Regions from separate parts of the Callithrix jacchus genome. Here region 2 is linked to region 1. A link is a contact called in public Hi-C data. All regions are on one chromosome and are shown on one strand. The core of a region is the stretch at or near the end of the contact, and the rest is flanking DNA. Distances in the headings are between cores, read along the strand shown.

What was found. A called contact is a pair of places that touch in the nucleus more often than the background predicts.
Region 2: a Hi-C map of skeletal muscle shows a contact between it and region 1, with 4 times the contacts expected there. The contact joins two enhancer-like sites. A contact is called at or near these places in 2 of 3 Hi-C or Micro-C datasets (both in skeletal muscle).

Annotation. Positions count from the first base shown.
Region 1 is chr4:15,237,355-15,244,146 of calJac240_pri, forward strand. JARID2 (jumonji and AT-rich interaction domain containing 2) reads right to left here. Exons shown (of 18, transcript XM_078368303.1): 6 at 4,802-5,037. Among named protein-coding and RNA genes, the nearest start is that of DTNBP1, 200 kb to the left of the region's middle. Within about 2 kb of position 1,532, at least 3 of the 16 cell types and tissues checked have an H3K27ac peak or open chromatin away from gene starts, as enhancers often do. A contact at or near this core is called in skeletal muscle, where this site is marked.
Region 2 is chr4:15,472,917-15,479,507 of calJac240_pri, forward strand. All of the region lies in intron 2 of JARID2 (jumonji and AT-rich interaction domain containing 2), which reads right to left. Among named protein-coding and RNA genes, the nearest start is that of JARID2, 13 kb to the right of the region's middle. Within about 2 kb of position 5,230, at least 4 of the 16 cell types and tissues checked have an H3K27ac peak or open chromatin away from gene starts, as enhancers often do. A contact at or near this core is called in skeletal muscle, where this site is marked.

The sequences.
Region 1 (6,792 bases), core at 282-2,781:
ACCCCAACCACCTCTGTATCAATTAAAACCACACAGCCCAGTTATGTTGCCAGCGCACTACAGGGAAGGTGACCGCTGCACGTCCTGAGGGATTCCACAGAAAGGCACATACAAGAAGCCATCCAAGCTCGCTGAAGAATGAGTGTCTAGGTGCACTACTGCAGGACCCTCCAGTGAATGACAGTACGTTTCAGCTGAGAAGCTTTACACGTAAATAAGCTTCGTCAGAGCTGAAGTTGCTCCTTCTCTCAGCTCTGTTGAGGATTTCTGGCGTCTCAGCCCATTCCCCCCACCAGCTGCCAACCCACTTCTGCAGAAAATGAGGTATCTGCAGCATGTGCTCCTTGGCTCATAGCCATCCGTCACCTGTATCTCAGGTGATTCCAGGTGCATGGCCATGAGGTTTTAGGGCAACCCCTCCTAGTCATAACATAATGAGTTCAATGTAACAGGCAAGGCTGAGAGCATTTTCCAGTTACATTCAGCTTGATGAATAGTTGCAACAATACCTCATTCTTCTTGCAGAAGGGATATAAGATGAGAGATATGAAAGCCCAGGACATCAAACGTTCCTACCTTTGTTCTTAATAACAGAAATTCCATAAAAACTGTGCCCAGTCCACACTCTGTGTGCTTACTTTAATATAAAATCCCTCCCCCTCCACCCTTACGGGTTTTTCCCCACCTCCTTTCCGTCACACACAATATTTAAATCAACTCACTATAATGACAGATGACAAGGAGAAATGCACTTCCAAGGCAGAGCAGAAGATAAGAAATGACTCTGATGTTTTTGGTTAACTAAGCAAAAGCGTTTTAGTCGCTCAAGATGATGATGCTGTCCTCAGTTCAACCTCAGATTCAGTGGTGAGCTCTTCTTCCCCACGAGAGGGAGCCATTGAGCCGAGGCCTCTGCCAGGCTTTCAAAACAGAGCCAGAGCCCAGAGAGAGAAACAGTTGGTGGCTGGGGGTAGTCCATTTGCACTTTAAAACTTGAATCAAACACAAAGAGCCTAAACAGAAGCGAAAGGCACTGGACAGACAGTGAGTTATGGAAGGGGAGGAGCAGCCTGCTCAAACACGGACCGCAGCAGCAGATGGGCAGGAGCCTTCCAGCCAAGGTCAAGGCCAAGGCGAATGTGCTCTGGAAGAGATAACTGGGTCCTACCGGAGAATCTGGATGTATGCATAACCTCTCCTCCCACTGAAGGCAGAGTTACAGGGTCACAAACACCACACCACCAGCAAGTGCAATTCTGATGACAATGTCATCAGAAAAAAACCTTAAACTTTTTTTTAAGGCTGATACGATTTTCTGTATTTCCTTCTTGATGGTCTTACTTCATTTTCCAGAACTTTAAATGAATAGTCTCAATTTCTTGGCCCTCTCTGAATCTTACAAAGGCAGGACTTCTCTGCAACCCTTACACATTTTCATATGAAAACCTCTTCAGTGACAGTAGCCTAGCTCAGTGGAAGCCCCTGCAAAGCCAGCAGGATTAGGCAGCTGAGCGTTCTCTTCTCGCACTCAGCCTCAGCGCAAGAAATGAGAATCACACGTGACCACATCTGGCAGAGCCTAACCGTCCATATCCTGGCTTACAAACCACACAAATTTCTACACAAGTAAAAAACCCGCTCTGACTCTCTTGAAAAACTACCGCTTCAAAACCCTTCCTAGGGATAAAGCTTGTTTGTTTGACCATCCTAAATTCGTTACTTTCTGAGAAGTACTATTTCAGGAAAGCAACAGAAAATCATCATTTGCTCCTTGGTGAGACCCTTACCATACAACCAAATTACTGCACAGACACAATCCCAGCCCCCTGACAATTGCAATGTTACACAGGCTATGCACTCCAGACAGAGACAGCTCATTTAGTATTATCCAGAGTAAAGGGCTGGCCAGATCCTCATACCAACAACAGGGCATAGGTGAAGTGTGCGGTGGAATGTTCTAAGTCTCCAGGGACTCCATAAATCACACGCACTATCACATGGCATTACCCGGTGCGCAGGAGGGGAAGTGGTTTCACACTTGGCAGACAGGCACATGTCCCCACATAGTTCATCAGAGCAAGCAAGGAAAAGGCACTTCTCAGCAGCACCCCAAAAAGTTATATCCCTCCACACTTCATACAATTACATTTAGGCTTTGAAGCAAACAAAAACAAAACAAAACAAAACAACCCACATATCATAGTTGAAATGAAAGATCAGAGGATCCTCTGGACCCATATCCTTCCGGCAGCTGAAAAGATGAAAGGTCACAGTCTAATCATTTGCATCAAGCAGTCACAAGGGAATCTACGATTTGTTTTTATTGACCTTATTTTCAGAGTACTTAACTAACAGGACCTGGGGGTTGGAAAATTTTCCTTCTGTTTCTCACAATGACCCTGTGCGAGGACTTGGCAAGGCTGGCTCGAAAGGAGTAATAGGGCCCGGGAAGGTTAAATAGCACATCTCAAGTCTCACTGAAGAGAAGGGTCAGAGCCGAACTAGAATCCTTACCCACGGGTCATTCCATCTGGGCTGGTTAGACTGGAGCAGGGAGGGAGGAGGAGAAGGAAGAGGGAGAAAGCAGGGGCAGGTGACAGGAGAGGATCTTCGTCCATGAGCATATGGGGCTACCTGCAAGGACTCTACCCTGAGCCCTGGAAGCAGCTGAGCTCCCGCACTGACTCAGACAACAGAGGCCTGCTATGTGGGAGGTCCTCTTTCCTGCACCTCAGATCCTGCACAGGGAACAGGTCACATGAACACTCCATGGAGCACAGGGCCAGGCAGGGCCATCCCAGGCTAGGGCGGTACTTTCTACTCCTCCTCAGTTCTTTGCTGTGCCCAACTGTGCTAATCCCTCTCATCCCCTTACAAAGGGAAACCCTGAACTGAATGAAGGGCAAGGGCTGAGAGTATGCTCTGACCAGCTGAGATGACAGGTGTATCCCACACATCTCAATTCGTGACTGTGCAAGAAGGTGTGCACACACGTGTCTGCGGTGCATGAGAACATCCAGTCACGTGTGCATTACTCAGGTCCTCCTCCGCCCTGCACTCCTGCCTCACCATCCCGAGGACGGGGTCTTGGGGCAGAAAGGCAAGATTTGGAAGCTCACCTGGATATGGCCGCCAGTCCTGATATGGCCCATTAGAACGTTACCACAACTGAAAAACCTCAAAAAAGCAAAGTGGGATGAGCAGAAGATAAACCGAAACAAATAACCCTATTCTAGGATCCTGGGAAAACAGACAGGATGCAGTCGCATGGTGTAATCGCTGTCTTTCTCTCTGGGTTACTTCTAATTCTTTTCTCTTTCGTGAATGAAAACCTTACGTTGGAGAGGTCTGTACAAGTCTCCATGGGACCGACAGCATTGCAAACAGGGAGGGAGTGAAGAATCAGAGACCCAGGGCCAACAGCCTGGCGCCTCCCTGGGCTTTGTGCCTCCTGTGCTGACACCTGGGGGCTCAGTGGTTGAGAGAGGCCAGCTAAGCACATGGTGTGGGTCCAGTTCCACACTGGCTACAGTCTCTGGAAGTGTTTTGGCAACAGTGGCCAGCATTTAATCCATGCTAGGTATGTGCGGACTATGGAAACATGAAAGCGGTGATTCTTGCCCCATCCCTTCCCCCCCCAACGGCATACTGTTTGACAGGTAAAGGTTCATGTGTGCATGCACAAATACCTGTGTGCCTGCGTGTGAAGAGTCACGTGTTCACGTTCAGAGAGAAATAATCTCCAACATCATCAAGAATGAGAAAGACAACCTCCAGCACGAGATGAAGTTGAGTATGTTCACAGCACAAGGACCATGTGTCAGTCATTCTGCAACACTGCCAGCCAGGACATCTCTTCTGTCCCCTCCACAACTTCCTCTGAATCTACCTTTGAAAATCATAGCCTCTGGTCTCTTCTGGGGAAGATTTTAACATTCTCTGTTCAACTTGGTAAGGAAAGCGCATCAATGATCCCATCACTCAGAGGATGTTAAAATGGAGTGGGGACAGAGGATGAGGAATCAGTGAAATGCCACCTGTACGGGGACAGACGCTCAGCTGTGTGCCTGCAGGAACCTGCCTCTTTCCTGACAACTCATTCCCAGGGATGGGAAATCCAGACAGCAACAGTGGCCAAGCCCTGAGGCATTCTTCAAAGCTGCCCCACCAGGACCTGTGTTATCTGTGGCCCTGGGGAGCGGGAGTGGGGGCAGTTTGGGGCAGGCAGGAGCAGGAGGTGATCAGGGTGGCATCCATCCCCACTCTGTGGATGCTATGGCACAGGACCCAAACGCCTTCCATGGAAGAGGTGCCACCCAGCCACACCCCATTCCACATGGACTGCTCGGCAGTGCACATGCCATGCACACATTCTGCTTCAAAGGCCGAGTGGTGAAATGTTAACTCGTCACATCAAAAAGAACAGAAAAGTAGACCAGGATCGTCTACTAACAGAATTACAGCATTTACAGGCCTGTTTCAAAACTTAGCCTGAGAAAACACGTTCCCTGCCACTCTACCACCTGTTTGGAGCCCAGGGTGGATGGGTGGGAGAAGGCTTACGTAAGAAAATGAGTTCCCTTTCTCGTGATCACAGGTGGTGAATGCAGTGGCCCCCAGGGCTCAATGCAAATCCAACTGACCTGCCTCAGCTCATGCAAAGGCATTCTGACTCTCCCTCTCTCCCTTCTGAGCACCACCTCCTGCTTCCTGAGCCTGCTGAAGATGAATTTTCAGCTTGCTGAAGTGAAGCGGGAAACTGGGGTCTGGCGCACATGCAGGCACCCCTGGTGGATTTTACCTGCTTCCGTAAGTCCTGAGCCGACCGATGCAGAGAGGGGTGGTGGTGGTTGGCAGCGGGCCCCTTGGCCGAGGAAGCCATGGAGGGGGTCGCTGTGGGGTGGTTCGCCGAAGCCGGCTCCCGGCGGCTGTCAGCCCGGTGGTCGCTGTGCTTCTCCTTCGCGGGAGTGGCTTCTTTGCTTTTGTGTTTTTGAACAGGTTCCTTCTCCCGTGTCGACCTGCTGGAACCATTGAAAACTAGAAAAGGAAGGAGAAAACAAGAATAAAATCACCACTTGACCACTACCATGTAACCTACTGATATGGTTTGGCTGTGTCCCCACGGAAATCTCACGTCAAACAATAATCCCCATGTGTTACGGAGGGACCTGGTGGGAGGTGACAGGATCACAGAGGCAGTACTCCCCACGCTGTTCTCCTGATACCGAGTGCGCCCTCATGACATCTGATGCTTTGCTGTTGTTGTCTTTTTGTTTTTTGAGACAGAGTCTTGCTCTGTTGCCAGGCACCAGGCTGGAGTGCAGTGGCGCAATCTCGGCTCATTGCAATCTCTGCCTTCTGGGTTGAAGCAATTCTCCTGTCTCAGCCTCCTGAGTAGCTGGGATTAAAGGCGCACACCACCACACCCAGCTAATTTTTCTTTTCTTTTTTCTTTTTTAGTAGAGACAGGGTTTCATCATGTTGGCCAGGATGGCCTTGATCTCTTGACCTCATGATCTGCCCACCTCAGCCTCCCAAAGTGCTGGGATTGCAGGCGGGAACCACCGCGCCCGGCAGATCTGATGGTTTAGAAGGATTTGGCAGTTCCCACCTCAGGCTCTCTCTCCCGCTGCCAGGTAAGATTAGCTTTGCTGCCCCTTTGCCTTCTACCATGATTAAGTTTCCTGAGCCCTCCCCAGCCATGCAGACCTGTGAGTCCATTTAACCTCTTTTCTGTATTAATTACCCAGTCTCAGGTAGTATCTTCATAGGAGTGTGAGAATGAACTATTCACACCTCCACTCCCTGAAGGCAAAAACCATCGACCATAAAATGTCAGGCGTTCTCAAAAAAAAAAAAAAAAAAAAAAAAAAAAACAGAAACAAACAGACAAAAAAAACAACCAGCATCCTGAATGCAGATGACAGGAAAAAGCCTAAACAACAAGACACAAAACTAAATTGAAATCCTAACCATTAAAAATTATGTGCTTTGGCTAAGACGATGGAAAATACATTCTTTAAAAAACTCCCTACAGTAAAACTCAAGCACCCCTCAAAATATCAACATCAGACCTTAAGAAAAAGAACTTAACCTTAGGAAAATAACACAGCCTCATTCCAAGAAAATGGCCGCCTGGAATCTAAGTAAAGACAGAGGGGACCCAGAATAATAAAGTGTGTTCTGAGATTTAAAAGAGACGCATTTGGAGGCCAGAGAGCTACTGACGTGCATGGGGTGGGGATACAGCTGCTTTGTCTGACCTGTTAGTGACAAGAGAGATGAAGAAAGGGGTGATGGGGCTTGGAGCCAGACCCATTTCTATTCCTAAATTCAAAAACAGCAGTAATAGCTAATGTTTCTCTTTTTTTTTTTTTTTTTGAGATGGAGTCTTGCTCTGCTGTCCAGGCTCGAGTGCAGTGGCATGATCTCAGGTCACTGCAATCTCGGTCTCCCAGGGTCAAGCTATTCTCCTGCCTCAGCCTCCCGAGAAAGTGGAAATACGGGCACGTGTCACCACAGCCAGCTAATTTTTTATATTTTTTGTAGAGACGGGGGTTTCACCATGTTAGCCAGGATGGTCTCGATCTCCTGACCACATGATCCACTCACCTTGGCTTTCCACCATCCTGGGATTATAGGCATGAGCCACCACGCCAGGCCCACTAATAGCTAATATTTCTTAAGTGCTTAATATAAGCCAGGGGAACTATACAAAGCCCTGAAGGACACTCAGCCTCTGAATCCTCAGAACAACCATACAGGACAGGACACTTACTGATGGAGGAGGTA
Region 2 (6,591 bases), core at 3,980-6,479, 240 kb after region 1:
TGAGCAAGGTGACATCATCCCTTCTTTATTGGGATGACCTCCATGTACAAAGGGAGTAGTAATAGGACTCTTCTTACCATTAAGGTCTTCATTTGTATTAAACAACTGTAAGCAAACAATGTCTGGCTGTAAAAGCTTTGCAAGTCAAAGATAATGGCCTTCCTTGGTAAACTGACTGTTCTTTAGAATCATCATTATTTATACTCCCAAGAGGCTTTTGCCTAATGCTCCAATAAATTCTGGAAAGAAATAACATGACGACTTCAGCAAGTCTCATAGAAGGCAAGGGGGAAAAAAGGCTACTTGAGTAGAAAATGTGTTTCATCCTGGGGTATGTCAGTATTGGGACAGCAATCACATCGCTTAATTAGAGCAAGGAGTACAGTTAGAAGAAAGAAAAAAACAAAGCCACCACTTTTTAGCTTCAGCTATTTCCAAGTGAAATCTATCCTCCCTACCTTGCAATGCTTTCCAGTTTACCAGGGCCAAAAGAAAACCCATTTTAATAGCATCATCAGAGTTTTGATTTATCACAAGTACAGAAGATTGAGGAGTACTGCACTCCTTACCTCACCCAGACAAGAACTCCGTAGAACATGAAGCTTTGCAAGTTCTTATTTGCACCAGGAGTTTCAGCAGAACTAATTGATGGTGTTTATATTGAGCTGGTGTTTATACTGAAACAAGTATTTCCCGAACTCTTCAACTACGAGACTTGGCCCATGGCTTAGATATGCCCAGAGCCCAGACTCTGGGACAATGAGGCAAGCCAAATTATGTTCTTTATTTAAAGGTTTCCTTTCTTTTTTTTGAGATGGAGTTTCGCTCTTGTTACCCAGGCTGGAGTGCAATGGTGTGATCTCGGCTCACCGCAACCTCCGCCTCCTGGGTTCAGGCAATTCTCCTGCCTCAGCCTCCTGAGTAGCTGGGAGGCTGTATTTAGTCTCTACTAAAATACAAAAATTAGTTGGGCATGGTGGCACGTGCCTGTAATCCCAGCTACTCAGGAAGCTGAGGCAGGAGAATTGCCTGAACCCAGAAGGCGGAGGTTGCGGTGAGCCGAGATCACACCATTGCACTCCAGCCTGGGTAACAAGAGCGAAACTCCGTCTCAATTAAAATAAATAAATAAATAAATAAACCACAATGGTTTGGAATTCTAACAGTAGTTTTGAGGATTACGGTATCGAATGAATATTTGAAAACACTTTTAAAGACACAGAACACTGAATCATGCAGTAACACCCTCCAATGGCCCCCACCTAAGTAACTCAAGTTCACAAGTTCACTATTAAATCCAGACCCTCCCTGGCCCCCTGCACTGTGGAAAAAAGTGATAAACTGCATTGGTATTTAAATAGAAATCTGATCTCTGACACTAGAAGATGTAATCATCACTGGGGATTACTTTCATGCATCTTTAAAATTCTTTCAGATTAAAAGTTCTGTCAGAGTGTCAATACCAATACTATTTAGCAAAACTTGCCTCTAACTCAGTTACAGTTTTAGGTCAACACTTCAAACCAAAAGCAAAAAAATACTGTTGCACTGAGATGAATGAACAACTCTCTGCTGTCCATATTTTAATCTGACTGTCCCTTTTTTGTTATTTGGAAAGCAAACTTGAGTTAGATCCAAGTAAAAATTATTTGCTCCTGAAATGACAGCTCGTTGTGGCTTTAACTCCTTTTTGAGAATGAGGGGCTTCTTTAGCAATATTGTAAAAAAAAGAGAGAGAATGAAGGACAACATACATAAATAAATATATAAAATTAACCCCCCTCAAAAAAATGTAACCAGCTAGGAGGCCTAGTGAGGAGGCTGAACAGTGATTAAAACCGAATGTTAAACAAAATCCCACTAATATAACCTCATCCCCACAACACACCCATCTAAACTGTCCTAAGTGCAGACGAACAAGCCCAAGCAAACAGTTTATGATCTTCAAAAGATTAAGGAGCCAAGTCTACCATTCCTTTGGCATCTCTCAAAGCCAGAGGATTTGCCACTCCAAATCATCAGTTTGAGAAGGAGACGTGGCATTGTGTATAGGCCCAGCCTGGTGGTGTCACAGCGCTGGCAAGGCAAGACCACGCAAGCAAGCCTTTCAAGGCAGCTGAAAACCATGTGCTACCAATTTGACTGGGGCTCCAGACCATGACTCCTTATTAAATGCCTTCCATTCACATCAGCCCTTTCATCCTCCACCATCAAGACAGTATTACAAGCTGAAAATAGAACAAACAGAGCTTTAGGGCTCTGGGCAGCATAAGAATGGAAAAGGAGGCAATTTAGGTAAAACCAAGTGTTAGGTTCCACCTCGTCTCTAGGGGTACATCTAGCCTGGAAAATAAAAGGCAGGCAAAGTAGTTCATTCAAAAGTATGCAAAAAAGTAATGCTTCTTCTTAGACACCCTGTGAATACTACCCTCATCCTCACAAACCAGGGAGGGCAGAAGGAAGATAAAAATCCCATCAATCAGGCCGAGTGCGGTGGCTCACACCTATAGTCCCAGCACTTTGGGAGGCCGAGGCAGGTGGATCACGAGGTCAAGAGATCGAGACCATCCTGGTCAACGAGGTGAAACCCCGTCTCTACTAAAAATACAAAAATTAGCTGGGCATGGTGGTGCGCACCTGTAGTCCCAGCTACTCGGGAGGCTGAGGCAGGAGAATTGCTTGAACCCACAAGGCGGAGGTTGCGGTGAGCTGAGATCGTGCCATTGCACTCCAGCCTGGGTAACAAGAGCGAAACTCCGTCTCAAAAAAAAAAATCCCATCAATCCTAAAGTTTGTCTGGGTGTAAAGAGACTCGCACTGTATTTTTCCATAAGTTAGGAAGAAAACCAAACCTTGGGGAGAAGGAAAAGTGCTAAGCACCCTTATTATTTCCATCCTCTTCCTCAAACTGGGATATACTATAAACAGCATAGATGACCCAGAAACACAGTTTCCTCTTCAATCTTGCACTTGGAGAATTATAGCCACAATGACCTGCAGAACTTAAAATAACACGGTCTAAACAGTCACAGTTTATAAAGCACTTCACACTTAACATTTGATTCAGCCTCCCACAAAATGACCTTGAGAGGCCAATAATGAAGGCACAATTATTCCCATTTCAAAGGTAAAACTGAGACCTGGAGAGGTGATTTACCCAAGATGACAGAGCAGAGATTCTCAACTTAAGTCTGACTTCAAAGTCACCGCTCTCCTCCCAGCTTTCTGCACCCCTGCTGCCAATTAACTTGTAAATGCGCGTCAGACAAGGGCAATGTCGTATTTTCAAACTCCCAACACAGGGCCAGAACATGGTAAGCAACCGAAATATGCTGTATTAAACTGAACAGTCTTCCAAGCCACAGCCCAAAGGGATCTTTGCAAACATAGAAAGCCCACTTCTCACAAACAACGCTAAGATCACGTATGGGAACAATGTGATTATGGGTCATCTTTATTACTTAAGTATCTCTATGTCCTCACAAAAAAAAGCATTTCATACATATAAAGAATATCACTGTATAATTACCCAAGGCTCTCCCTCTCCTTTCCCTTCCCTACCGGAGCTGTTCTGGCTAATAATACGTTGTGTTCCTGGAGCAATTTTGTTTTACAAAGTGCTTTCACATATCTTATCTCATTTAGTTCAAAATGCCCTGAAAGAGGACACAAAGAAAATAGAAACTTAAATAAAACTCCACTGACATCTTTACTACTCATTACAAATGCCTGTACTGGTTTTTAAAAGCCAAGAAACAAACAAACAAACCCACTGGCCTAACGCGTACGACCTGTGGGACCGTAAATTAGTATGGTCTCTCTCCAAGAAAGCAAGGAGCTAGCAACGATCATAACGGAAGCACGGGCACTTCTGAGTCAGTCATTTCACAGTGAAGAATTTAGAGTTGAGTGCAAACAGATGCATGCAAAGCGAGCTGCAGGCATCATTTTGTACAATGGCCCAAAACCTGTAAAAAACCATCCCAAAGAGATGAGTCAAGAAAATGGTGGTATCCATCAACCAACTGCCTTGAGGCCATTAAAAATCATTGTCTTTGATTACCATCAAAGTTATCAATGCAAACCGCAGTTATTAAAAATACAGCATTTGGCCGGGCGCGGTGGCTCACACCTATAATCCCAGCACTTTGCGAGGCCAAGGCGGGTGGATCATGAGGTCAAGAGATCAAGACCATCCTGTTCAACAAGATGAAACCCCGTCTCTACTAAAAATACAAAAATTAGCTGGGCATGGTGGTGCGTGCCTGTAATCCCAGCTACTCGGGAGGCTGCGGCAGGAGAATTGCTTGAACCCAGGAGGCGGAGGTTGCGGTGAGCCGAGATCACGCCATTGCACTCCAGTCTGGGTAACAACAGCGAAACTCTGTCTCAAAAAAAAAAAAAAAACACAGCACTTAAAGAGTATGAGCCCACATTTGTAAAACTGCATCTACAAGTGGAGGAATGCCCGGTATAAGATTTCAATGATTTCTACCTTTTGAGTACTTGTCTGATTTGAATCACTTCTTAACCAAAAAAGGCCATCTGCACAAAAGTAAAATGCTATTGGCTTAATTAGGTATGGGGATTACACATGGATTTTATTTTTCCATGAAAATGAATCAATTACTGTAGTTACCATGGATAACTAAGAATCCCCCTGAAAGGAAGAAGTATTTCCAAAGGCAGTAACAGAGAGGGCCTTCTACTGTATTGGGCCTGGATTTCATGCCCCAGCTGTCTCTGATAAAATGTGCAACCACACGCAGGTCACTTAACAACAGTACTAGAAACCTGAGAAATTCTCAACTATAAAATTATAGTATCCAACACTGTGATCAGTTAAGTCTATCTTTTCCACTGGATCCATACCAATTCCCTCCTACTACTAAGTAACACTTGAAATACTCCAACACAAGTTTGAACTCAAATATTCCTCAAATGTATACTATGCAATAGACATTAACGTTGACCTACACAGACATAAATTCAGCCCCTACTCTTGTAGGGTTAATAGGGTGAGAGACATGTAAGCAAATAACTCCAGCACCTAAACATCAAGTGTGAGACCAGTCAACAGGGAGAAATAGCTCTGCCAGACTGAGTCAACAGGGTGGCAGGCTTCAGACAGACACCATGAGCTCCTCAGGTAATCCATTCACCCAGCAAGTAGAAGAGTAAGACACGGGGCTCAGCTGAAGCCCAGGATGTGTGAAGTGGATCAGTGGCAGGATAAGCACAGAGCAGAGCAAGGGCTTTTTATGCCATGCTGAGGACAAACTTAATTTAGACTCGATCCTGAGAGAGCCACTGAAGGATCACGATCAGATCATGATCAGATTTGTAAATTCAAGGACTATGTCTTCTTTAGTTAAACGTCTTTGTGCACAGATTCAGCGCACTCCAATCTTAATTCTCAATCTATCCCTCTTTCCATTTCACCATCCAGGTGTATTTGGGAGTCAAGTGTTGGCTGATATAGGACGGGGTGGAAGGTGATTACATCACCTTCTAATCCATAAAGCCTTGTTCAGTATCCCAAAGTGCATCTGTTACTTGCTATCCACTTGCTTTATTAAGAATCAAAGTGCAGAATTTATTTGATTCATTTATATCTGAGTCAGGCAGGAAGGCCGCCGGCAGGCCTGATGTCTCCAGGTTGGTGATTTCCAACTGTGTAATAATACCTTGAGCATTTGTGCAGCAGTATGCAGTTTACAAAGTGCTTTCACATCAAAAATTCCCCTGTTTCTCCCAGCAACAAGCCTGTGAAGTGCATGAAACGAGTTGTCCAGATGAGGAAATAGCTCAGCGAGGTTGTATAGCTTGCCTGATGTCACACAGCCAGTTTAAAACAGGGCCAAACTTGAACTAGACTCACATGCCCAACCCTGTTCATTACCACAGAGGTACCCCATATAGTCACAATCCTGTCCAAATCTGAGGCTTTCATTACTGAGGTCCATTTAGTAGAAGTAATAAGGCACGTACACAAAGCACACAAGTCTGCTGCTTAACAGAATAAGCATTCATTCAGCCCCCTTCTGCAAACCTATAGAAAGACTAAATGCAAGAAACACATGCTCACTCCTAATCCCTTCTCATTTCCTCCTGGCACCTGTTTCTGCCCCCACAGGCACCAAACACTCTAACAGCTGGCCGAAATGAGAACCAAGAGATAATACACTACCACTGCAGACCAAGCTGTCACCAAAATGGTGGTTAGGAAATAATGGAAACAGAAACACCCAGATTTTAAGAGATCAATAAAATGGACACCAAAAGATCTCCCACATTCTCATGACAGATTCAGTCACTTAAGATACCTGGGCTGTGCTGGGCACAGTGGCTCAGGCCTGTAATCCCAGCACTTTAAGAGGCTGACGCGGGCGGTTCACGAGGTTAGGAGCTGTGAGCAGCCTGACCAACATGGTAAAACCCCATCTCTAATAAAAATACAAAAATTAGCTGGGCGTGGTGGCACGCACCTGTAATCCCAGCTACTCAGGAGACTGAGGCAGGAGAATCGCTTGAACCCAGGAGGCAGAGGTTGCATTGAGCTGAGATCGCGCCACTGAACTCCAACCTGGG